3 separate regions of the Danio rerio genome follow, and all the other regions are linked to region 2. Evidence: chromatin contacts called from public HiChIP or PLAC-seq data. All regions are on one chromosome and are shown on one strand. Each heading gives the region's core, a stretch centred on a gene start, on an enhancer-like site or on the middle of the called end of the contact. The rest is flanking DNA. Distances are from core to core; before and after follow the strand shown.

Region 1 (2,700 bases), core at 81-2,580, 190 kb after region 2:
TCGTGTGTCTCACACATCAGCAGAGGGTGGCTGTACCCCATCATAAATGATGGTATCTTCCTATCTTCCGCAGTCTCCAAAAAATTCCTAACTCCTATGCTGTACCTGGACGCATTGTGGCTTCGTATGCGCATGCGCTCTTCCTCCAAGCCTCCCAACCTACCTGTACCGTGAAAAGATGAAGAGACTGGACTGTGGAGTTGAGTCGACATTGTTCTCTGAACATATATTTTACGCACTACTGGTTATTAATTCATTTATTTTTACTTGGATGAACGTCTCCACAAAATTGTCAATGAAGATTTATCTTCATAGTAAACGAGGGGTTCGAAACATACACTGTAAAGCTATTGCAAAGTATGACTATAAGCTAAATTCATAAGCTAAAATTCACAACGATGTTAATTATTTGTTGAATACGGCAAACAATAAAAGATTGTTGTTTAGCAGGATTATAAAATCAGCAATATCTAATTAATCTTAAATAACGTACATCTCTGCGCAAGAGGAATCAAATATGACATACTGGGGATTAAAATTAGCGATGCACTTTTTAATATTCAACAGTCAAGAACAAAAAAATCCTTCCCTTCCTTATTAATATGCGAATAACGCACATATTCAAATCGACTTGAGGTGCAATAAACCACAACGTATTAAAAACGAAGGAGTTTTATTTTTGGTAAAAATGAGATTGTCATTTGTTGAGCCTCAGCATGTTAAGCACATCGCCGGAGCAATGGCTAGACCCAGACAGATGATCGAGAGCCAGACAGATGTTAAAACGCAACTCGGAGACGGTGATTTATGGCATTCACGCACCCAGCGCTTCACATTAAAGAAGAAAAATGCCATTTAAATGCCTTAAATCAATGCTTGCCCATGGTGTCGATAAAAATGATGAAGTAGGCATGGCACCGGGTTCAACAAAGAGGGGCGCAGCGCTTACCTTTCACTACCAGCAGAGAAAAGACCGCTAGAAGCGTCCATGTCCAGAGCGTCTTCTCCATGTTAAAACTCCGAAATGGCAACTGGGTTGCTGCGATATTAAATATTGGCAGCAGATGATGTATTTATGGCTATTTGTCCTTGGGGCCTAACGGGAGTTTTAAGGGTCGCAGTTACTAGTCGAGCCGAAAAAGCCTGCGAGACGATCTGCAGTGCGAATGAGCAGCGCTGGATTCACAGCCGCGTGTTAGATCACGTTACAAGACCGGCTTTAGGGCGGTTCCTCATTCAGCTCAGCTTTTTAGCACGCTGTAACACAGCTTTTTATAAACAGACGAGCCTTCCAGTGTTACTTGCTCCCCTACAAATAAATAACAGTTATGTGAACTCGCTAATGGACTTTGCGACCAGCTGGATGTAGAATATGGGCGCGATAAGAGCGTGTTTACAGTGCTGGTGAAGAACTGCTGCTCGAGCAGATAAGATGACCTCCTCTCGTGCATTTGGCCATTCACTCAGAATGACTGAATTAGGATAATTGTGCGTCTCTGAATAATTAAGTGACTCGCACAATTGACTTCTGTTAATAATTGATATGTTTTGGCACATCTCGGGTTTATGTGCTCTAGCAGTTTATTCGGAATTGGTAATTATTTACAAAACAATTTTGAAAAAAGGATGTGGTAATCTAACAAGATTGGTAAGTAAATCAGTTAAACCACCTCTTATAGTGTATACTTTCACATGGAAAGTTATATTTGTCAATCATGGTTTACAGACTTGAGCTAACATAACCAAAGTTAACTTTCTTAAGAAGGTTATAAGATTGTGAAATACAAAAACAATTGTATTGCTCTTTGAACTAACATTAACAAAAGAAACATTATTCCAAATTATTACCAAAATGTTTTAAGCACACAGAAATCCTTTGTGTTTAAAAATATATACATAATTAAAACTACTCAGCGAAGCAGTGAGTAAACCAACAATATAACGTCAAACTAGACAAAAAGGTCTGTTAACAACCTAATTGTTAATTGCTAACAAACATTTAGAATCCCAAAGTCTTGTTAGATATCCTACATGTAATACACACATGAAATATGTAGCATAAACATCAATTTCTGTTTTGCCTCTAAGCGTAATCCGATCATGTTGTTAGGACATACTACAATAAAATCTAAATATGACAAACGTATTAAGTACGTCCCAAAACAAATGTGTTAACACAGCATAATTTCAATATGTTCTAATTATGCTTAGCGGCAAAACAGAAATTGATGTTTATGGTACATATTCGACGTGTGTTTTTGAGATTTTTTTAGATTCTAAATGTTTGTTAACAATTTGTGTACTTTCATATAAAGAATAACTCAAGCACATACTGTTTTTGCTAACATGGAACTAATTAAGGGCAGACTTTACGATAAGTTAATATTAGTTAATGTAATAACATGAACTATGGAAAAATATTTCACAGCTATCACTAATCAGTTTAACATTTACTATGCATTATTAAAATTATTAAAGGGTATGCTTGTTGACATTAGTTAACTAACAATGAACAACTTTTATTAACTAATGTTAACATAAGTTGGATAAACTCTGTTTAACTCTGGAGAAACTTTGTTCATGTTAGTAAATACAATAGCTAACATTAATTACTGAAACTATTGAAAAGTGTTACCATGTATAATATAAATGTTCATTCAGGCGCTTTATTGCACTGTGCCCAAATAAATGCCTAACAAT
Region 2 (2,700 bases), core at 18-2,517:
CAAAACTTCATTAGCTATTTCAAATGTTAGTAGCTGATCTGCAGGTGCTCTTTATAGTTAATTACAAACTTTGACATAGTTTTTCAGTATGAGACAAACATATTTCATAATATTCCAGTCTATAGACTGGTCAAAAACTCAGCAAAAACAGATAGCTAAATTTTGTTTTTGAGTTACCATGTTTTATATTGTGTATTGAAGAGTACAATTGCAAAAAAAAAAAAACATGATTTTTGGAAATTACTTAAACTGGAGATTTTAGTGGTTTTCAGAAATTGTGATTTTACAGTGAGTAGAGATTTGAATTAAACATTTTTGAAAAATACAACTTTTTTTAGAGGCAACTTTTCACAATCAAGAGATATAGTCCTACCAACTTATTATCTGCATTAAACGTTTTTTTTTTACATTGATTAAAGAGATCATCTTCAAGACAGGACTTTCTGTATATGAAATGTGCATAAAAATCTATACTAAAATCAAAGAGAAACAGAAGTTACATTTTTATGAATACCTCCTCATGTACAGGACTAGAGGTGAATAAGTTGGCAGAGAAGCTGACTTAAACTTGTTTAGAGAGAAGCACTGTTGCTGTCAAACACTGTTTAACTCTGTCAAAGTCAGTTTAATGATGAAGGGATTGATCCAATAGGTCTATTGATAGAAAGCAGGTGAAGAAATGTCATGCTCCCTTGTAAAAGTATTTTATAGTATTTTCAAAATACAATATTTTTTATTTTGATACATGTGTGGCTGCTGTATTTTGAAGTTCATTTTTAAACATGTAAAACTGAGGTATTTCGTATTTTATTTTAAAATACATTTCAATCCCTGATTACAATGATTATAAACTTTATAATTACAGTCTTTTAGTGTCCCCTTAAATGATTCTTCTTTTTAAATGTGCCTTTACATTTTTTGTTGTTGGTTCGGAATAGTGTGAATTGTTCAGTAACTCACACGCAAAAGAAAAAAAAGGAAAACACACGCTGCTGAAGAGATTTAAAAGCTTCTAGTCACAGGGGTGAATCAAAATCCCCAGCAGCACTACTGTGAAAAGCCCGTGCTCGTGTAAACTAGAGCACACACACACACACAGTCGCCAACCGGAGTCGCTGTGGAGGGAAGTGAAGCGATGTCCCTTTAAGCGCAGACGGCGAGCGGAGCGGAACATCTGCGTCTCCTCCTCCGTGACACCGCGTCCTATGGCCGGCTTGACTCCGCCCAGCAGTCAGGAAGATACAGAGCTCTCTGATCGTAAGTGGCCGTGTAGAGCGAGAGCTGATACAGACGTTTGTGTTATTAGTCCCTGTTCAAGAGAATCAACCTGACTGACGCTTGAGCGGAATGTCAGATTAGCCCGCGTTCGGACGCGCTTCTCATCATTCCACGTTGCTTTATCGCGCACGAGACTGGGCGATAAGCAGCATTTCCAGACTTCAATTAACCACATTCTATTACACTCCCATATCAGGCTTTTCTTTGTAAGACAGTTTACACATACTGAAACAAAGTGGATTTAACAGTGGCTACGTGGTTTACCCGCACTCCAAGATGCTTCTGGTCTCCCAGCGGCTAGAATCACCTCGCATGGACCCATTAGTGAGTTTACGAGTTTCATATTATTGGATTGCTTTGAATCGATGTTCAGCTTTTACAGCTTATGTGTTGCACTTTGTCAGTGCGCGCGCCTCGTACGCATCTCCACGCTGGCCTGTTTTTACGCATTGGGTTGCTTTTAAACTGTAACACCCCTGCTCTTACGCTCGAGGTCCACTGTGAAGTTTGGAAACTTGAGTAGAGAAATCCCAGGCTATTGTGTGCGTTAGATAAGGCAGACAGAGATTAGATGACAAGCTCGAGGGCTGCATCAAAGATTAACTGGCTCTGTCCGACTCGTTTACGCGCACATTCTGAGCAAGTTGCATTTACCACACAATTCATATTTTTGCTTGTCGTTTTTATTTTATTGTGACCTTTCCGACTAGTCATTGCATCTGAAATGAGATGGTGGCAGCTGAGTTATACAGGAGGTAACCTGTCTTTCTAATGAGCCTGCTAGTAACGATTCAGTTTTACTAATAACTCCCCAATGAATAGTCGCTACTTGCATCATAGATCCCTAATGAACTAAGCGTGCAGTTTATTTCTATTATCAGCTGAGGGGTTATTAGTCACTAATGGTATAGTGGCTAATAGAGGAATTACCGGTGGCGAATTGAATAGGCTCTATTGGAATAAGTAGGCTACTTCTAGATTATTGTGATTATTATGGTATACTTTCTTTGTGATTTTTGCTGAAAGGCTTACCTTAACACTAGCAGATTGCTTTGACAAACTAGAGAATAGCAGGTTCAGAGATTGTATATCCTATCAGCTCAGTCATTTAAACGGGTGCCTTGCTTTATCGATGCATGTGCGACTTGCCGATTGGCAAAGCCCTTTGTTTTCATACATACGACTAAAGGCAACGCAGAGTCAGAGAGGTAGAAGACTCACACTGCTAAAGCAGCATGTGGTCTGCTTGTTGGAATGAAATGGCATTTATCAGACCCTCAGCGGGGCTGCGCTCGCTAACAAAAGACTGAAAACTGGGGGACTCGGAGGAGAGCGCGGCTCCGGGGCTGCGGGTGCGGGCGCTGTGTAAATCATCGCAAAATGAGCGATAATGTGAGTTTTCACTGTCGGAATTGCGGCTGC
Region 3 (2,700 bases), core at 1-2,500, 160 kb after region 2:
GAATCCAAAACAAAGCATGCTAAGAATTGGAGGCTAGCTCGACAAAATGGTACCACACAAATGAATGTATCTTAACTATGGTTTCAGAGTAAGACTGGTCTGGACGACTCCCTTTAGCAGAGGAGCTACAGCAACTGAAGAAAAACACCCTTGTCACTCTTGTCAGGTAAGAACAGCAAACTGAGGGAATAATTTACAATGGTTCAACAAAATTTGGAAAAAAGGGTTTTGCTTTGTCTGAAGAGTCTTGCAAGCAAACATCCAGTGTCCTGACAGTTTATCCTACCCATCAGATTATGCTACCAACACTGCATTTTAATGGTTCTGAGGTTGGGGTTAGGGTAGGTTAGGGCAATGTTACAGCTTCATGTCATACACATTAAAATTTACACTGATTGCAAAATCTGATGGGTGGCATATTGTGTCACCAAAATGTGCTACCTACTTTTTGAATGGAAGGCAGGACAATCTGACAAGGTAGGACAAATCAAAAGAGCACCGGCCTTGTATTAACTGTTTAAAATGATAGTGGTTGTACAGTGGTGTGAGGGATATTTTTGGCTCCAAGTGAGCATCATTAAAACACCACAGCCTAAGTAAGTATTGTTTGCTGCTGTCCTGTCTATTAATGGCCACAATATTGGCCCATCTTGTACAAGTATAGCTAATGAAGTGAAGAGTCGGCCTAAGATACTGTAAAAAATTAGAATTATATATTAATGCAAAGATTAATTTTTGGCTGCCATTAGTCCAGTCTAAATAGTGACATTTGTGTTAAACTGAATTGAATGAAGCTGAACTGAATTAAACAGTGACATTTGTATTAAACCACAAATGCCACTACTCTCCTGCCTGATTTGCTGGAATATTCCACAATATAAAAAATGTTTTTTATTTATTTTCTTCGTCTTTGTTGCTGCTTAGGCGCAATCTATATATTAAAAAGCATATAGAAATAAAGATTAAATTAATTTAATTAAAATCACCAATCTATATGCGCTATTTCGGCGCTAAAACTGGTACGAAAACATTTAATATTTTTTATGGAAACCGTGAAACTTTGTTTCATTTATTTATTTATTAAGTATTTTATAATTTTCCACATGCTTGAACCGATATGTTACAGCTTACACACTGATCTGAATATGGGTGATGGCGGGAGGGGGGTTCGTCATGGCCGCTTCCTTGACATAAATAAAGAAGAGAAACGCTATTTGTCGGCGCAGAACAGGAAGCAGAGACAGAACCGCAGACTGCAGCGCACAGAGATGACTTCCTAAACACACACACATTCGGCTCTTTCACCAGAGAAGCTCAAACACATCCCCATCTTACAAGACGGAGCTCGGGAAGCTGATAAATGGAGAAGCAGCAGCAGCATCATCCGTCGGGTTCAGAGAGTCCGGTGCTCCCGCCTGTCGCGAGAAAACCGCGAAACCTCGGAGTAAACCCTGCATCTCGACAGGACAGCGTGGATTCATTAGACAGGTGTGTGTGCTGGTTTTATCCGCACATTTATCATTATAATGTGAAATTTTTCATTAATAAAGCTGTTTTCGGTGTGCACGCACTCCATACCGTCGACATCCCTGTCGTGATATACAAATTACACACGTATTGTATGTATATTGTTTTATTATGTACATTATATACTGCACAGTACAGTTTATTCGTGCTCTCTCTAAGATTAAAACTAAATGCTTTCTGTTCATCCTAAACAGCATAACGTAACGTTACATCCTCCCATCCTCATGAAGATGGTTACCGTTATTATCTGTTTTTGTGTAAGAGCCTTTAAGTAAAACATTAAGATAGTATCAGTTAAACAGAAAGGATGGAAGTAGTGATATAACTTCTATGTGTTGTTGTGCTTTTAGGTAATGAAAGATCAGAGTGTGTGTGTGACACATTTCCCTGACCTCATATCGCCATCTGTCATATTCAGTCCACAGGATGTCAGCACTGTACATAACACACACACACACACAGAAACACACATCAGACAGCCATGCCAGTATTGAGTATGTAGTTGGATGTAATCACAGATTATGGCAGATGCATTGACCGAAACATTTGTGTGAGTGTGTGATGATGTGTTTCTTTTCTCACTCAGTCCTACTGGGTCTCATGTGGAGTGGTGTAAACAGCTGATAGCAGCCACTATCTCCAGCCAGATCACCAGCGGAGTCCCTTCAGAATCCATTCACAGGGAATCTAAGGTTAGCATATTTGGCACCCTACATCAGATCTCCATTGAATAAATATAGGGTGATGTATAGTTAGTTGGTCATCAATACATCAAGATAAACCCATACAAGTGTGTAATGGGGATTTCTGAACATGTTTTTGTGTCAATAACTAACTGACCGTAAGTTGGTTCTTAAATAGTTCACAGACAAATAAAGAAATGTACTCGCAGATTATTCCCCTGAAGTTGTTTGAAACCTTTAAGAGTTTCCTCTGTTGAACACAAAATAAGAGGTTTTGAGAAATGTTGTAAACCGGTAACTATTGGCATTAATAGTCGAAAAAACAAATACTATGGAAGTCAATGGTTACCTGTTTTCGACATTTTTCAAAATATCATCTTTAAATAACATCTTTTTGTGTTTGACATTTGGAACAAGTTGAGGAGGATTATTGGAGGCGGACAGTATTATAAATATTAATTTCATTTGAAAGTATTAAGTTTTTTTTTCA

Evidence for each region. HiChIP or PLAC-seq counts read pairs in DNA pulled down with a chosen protein or histone mark.
Region 1: a contact with region 2 is called in an H3K4me3 HiChIP or PLAC-seq map of gastrula embryo, with 3 times the contacts expected there. The contact joins the promoter of cd99l2 here to the promoter of si:ch73-211e3.1 in region 2. A contact is called at or near these places in 2 of 4 datasets of contacts at active chromatin or transcription factors (embryo and gastrula embryo).
Region 3: an H3K4me3 HiChIP or PLAC-seq map of gastrula embryo shows a contact between it and region 2, with 3 times the contacts expected there. The contact joins the promoter of mtmr1a here to the promoter of si:ch73-211e3.1 in region 2. A contact is called at or near these places in 1 of 18 Hi-C or Micro-C datasets (an unstated tissue) and 1 of 4 datasets of contacts at active chromatin or transcription factors (gastrula embryo).

What each region holds. Positions count from the first base shown.
Region 1 is chr7:25,921,341-25,924,040 of GRCz12tu, forward strand. cd99l2 (CD99 molecule-like 2) reads right to left here and starts at 1,331. Exons shown (of 10, transcript NM_194369.2): 1 at 950-1,331. The coding sequence starts at 1,010.
Region 2 is chr7:25,726,819-25,729,518 of GRCz12tu, forward strand. It overlaps si:ch73-211e3.1, which reads left to right and starts at 1,268. Exons shown (of 6, transcript XR_012383292.1): 1 at 1,268-1,602.
Region 3 is chr7:25,884,478-25,887,177 of GRCz12tu, forward strand. mtmr1a (myotubularin related protein 1a) reads left to right here and starts at 1,251. Exons shown (of 16, transcript NM_001020721.1): 1 at 1,251-1,488; 2 at 2,114-2,219. The coding sequence starts at 1,361.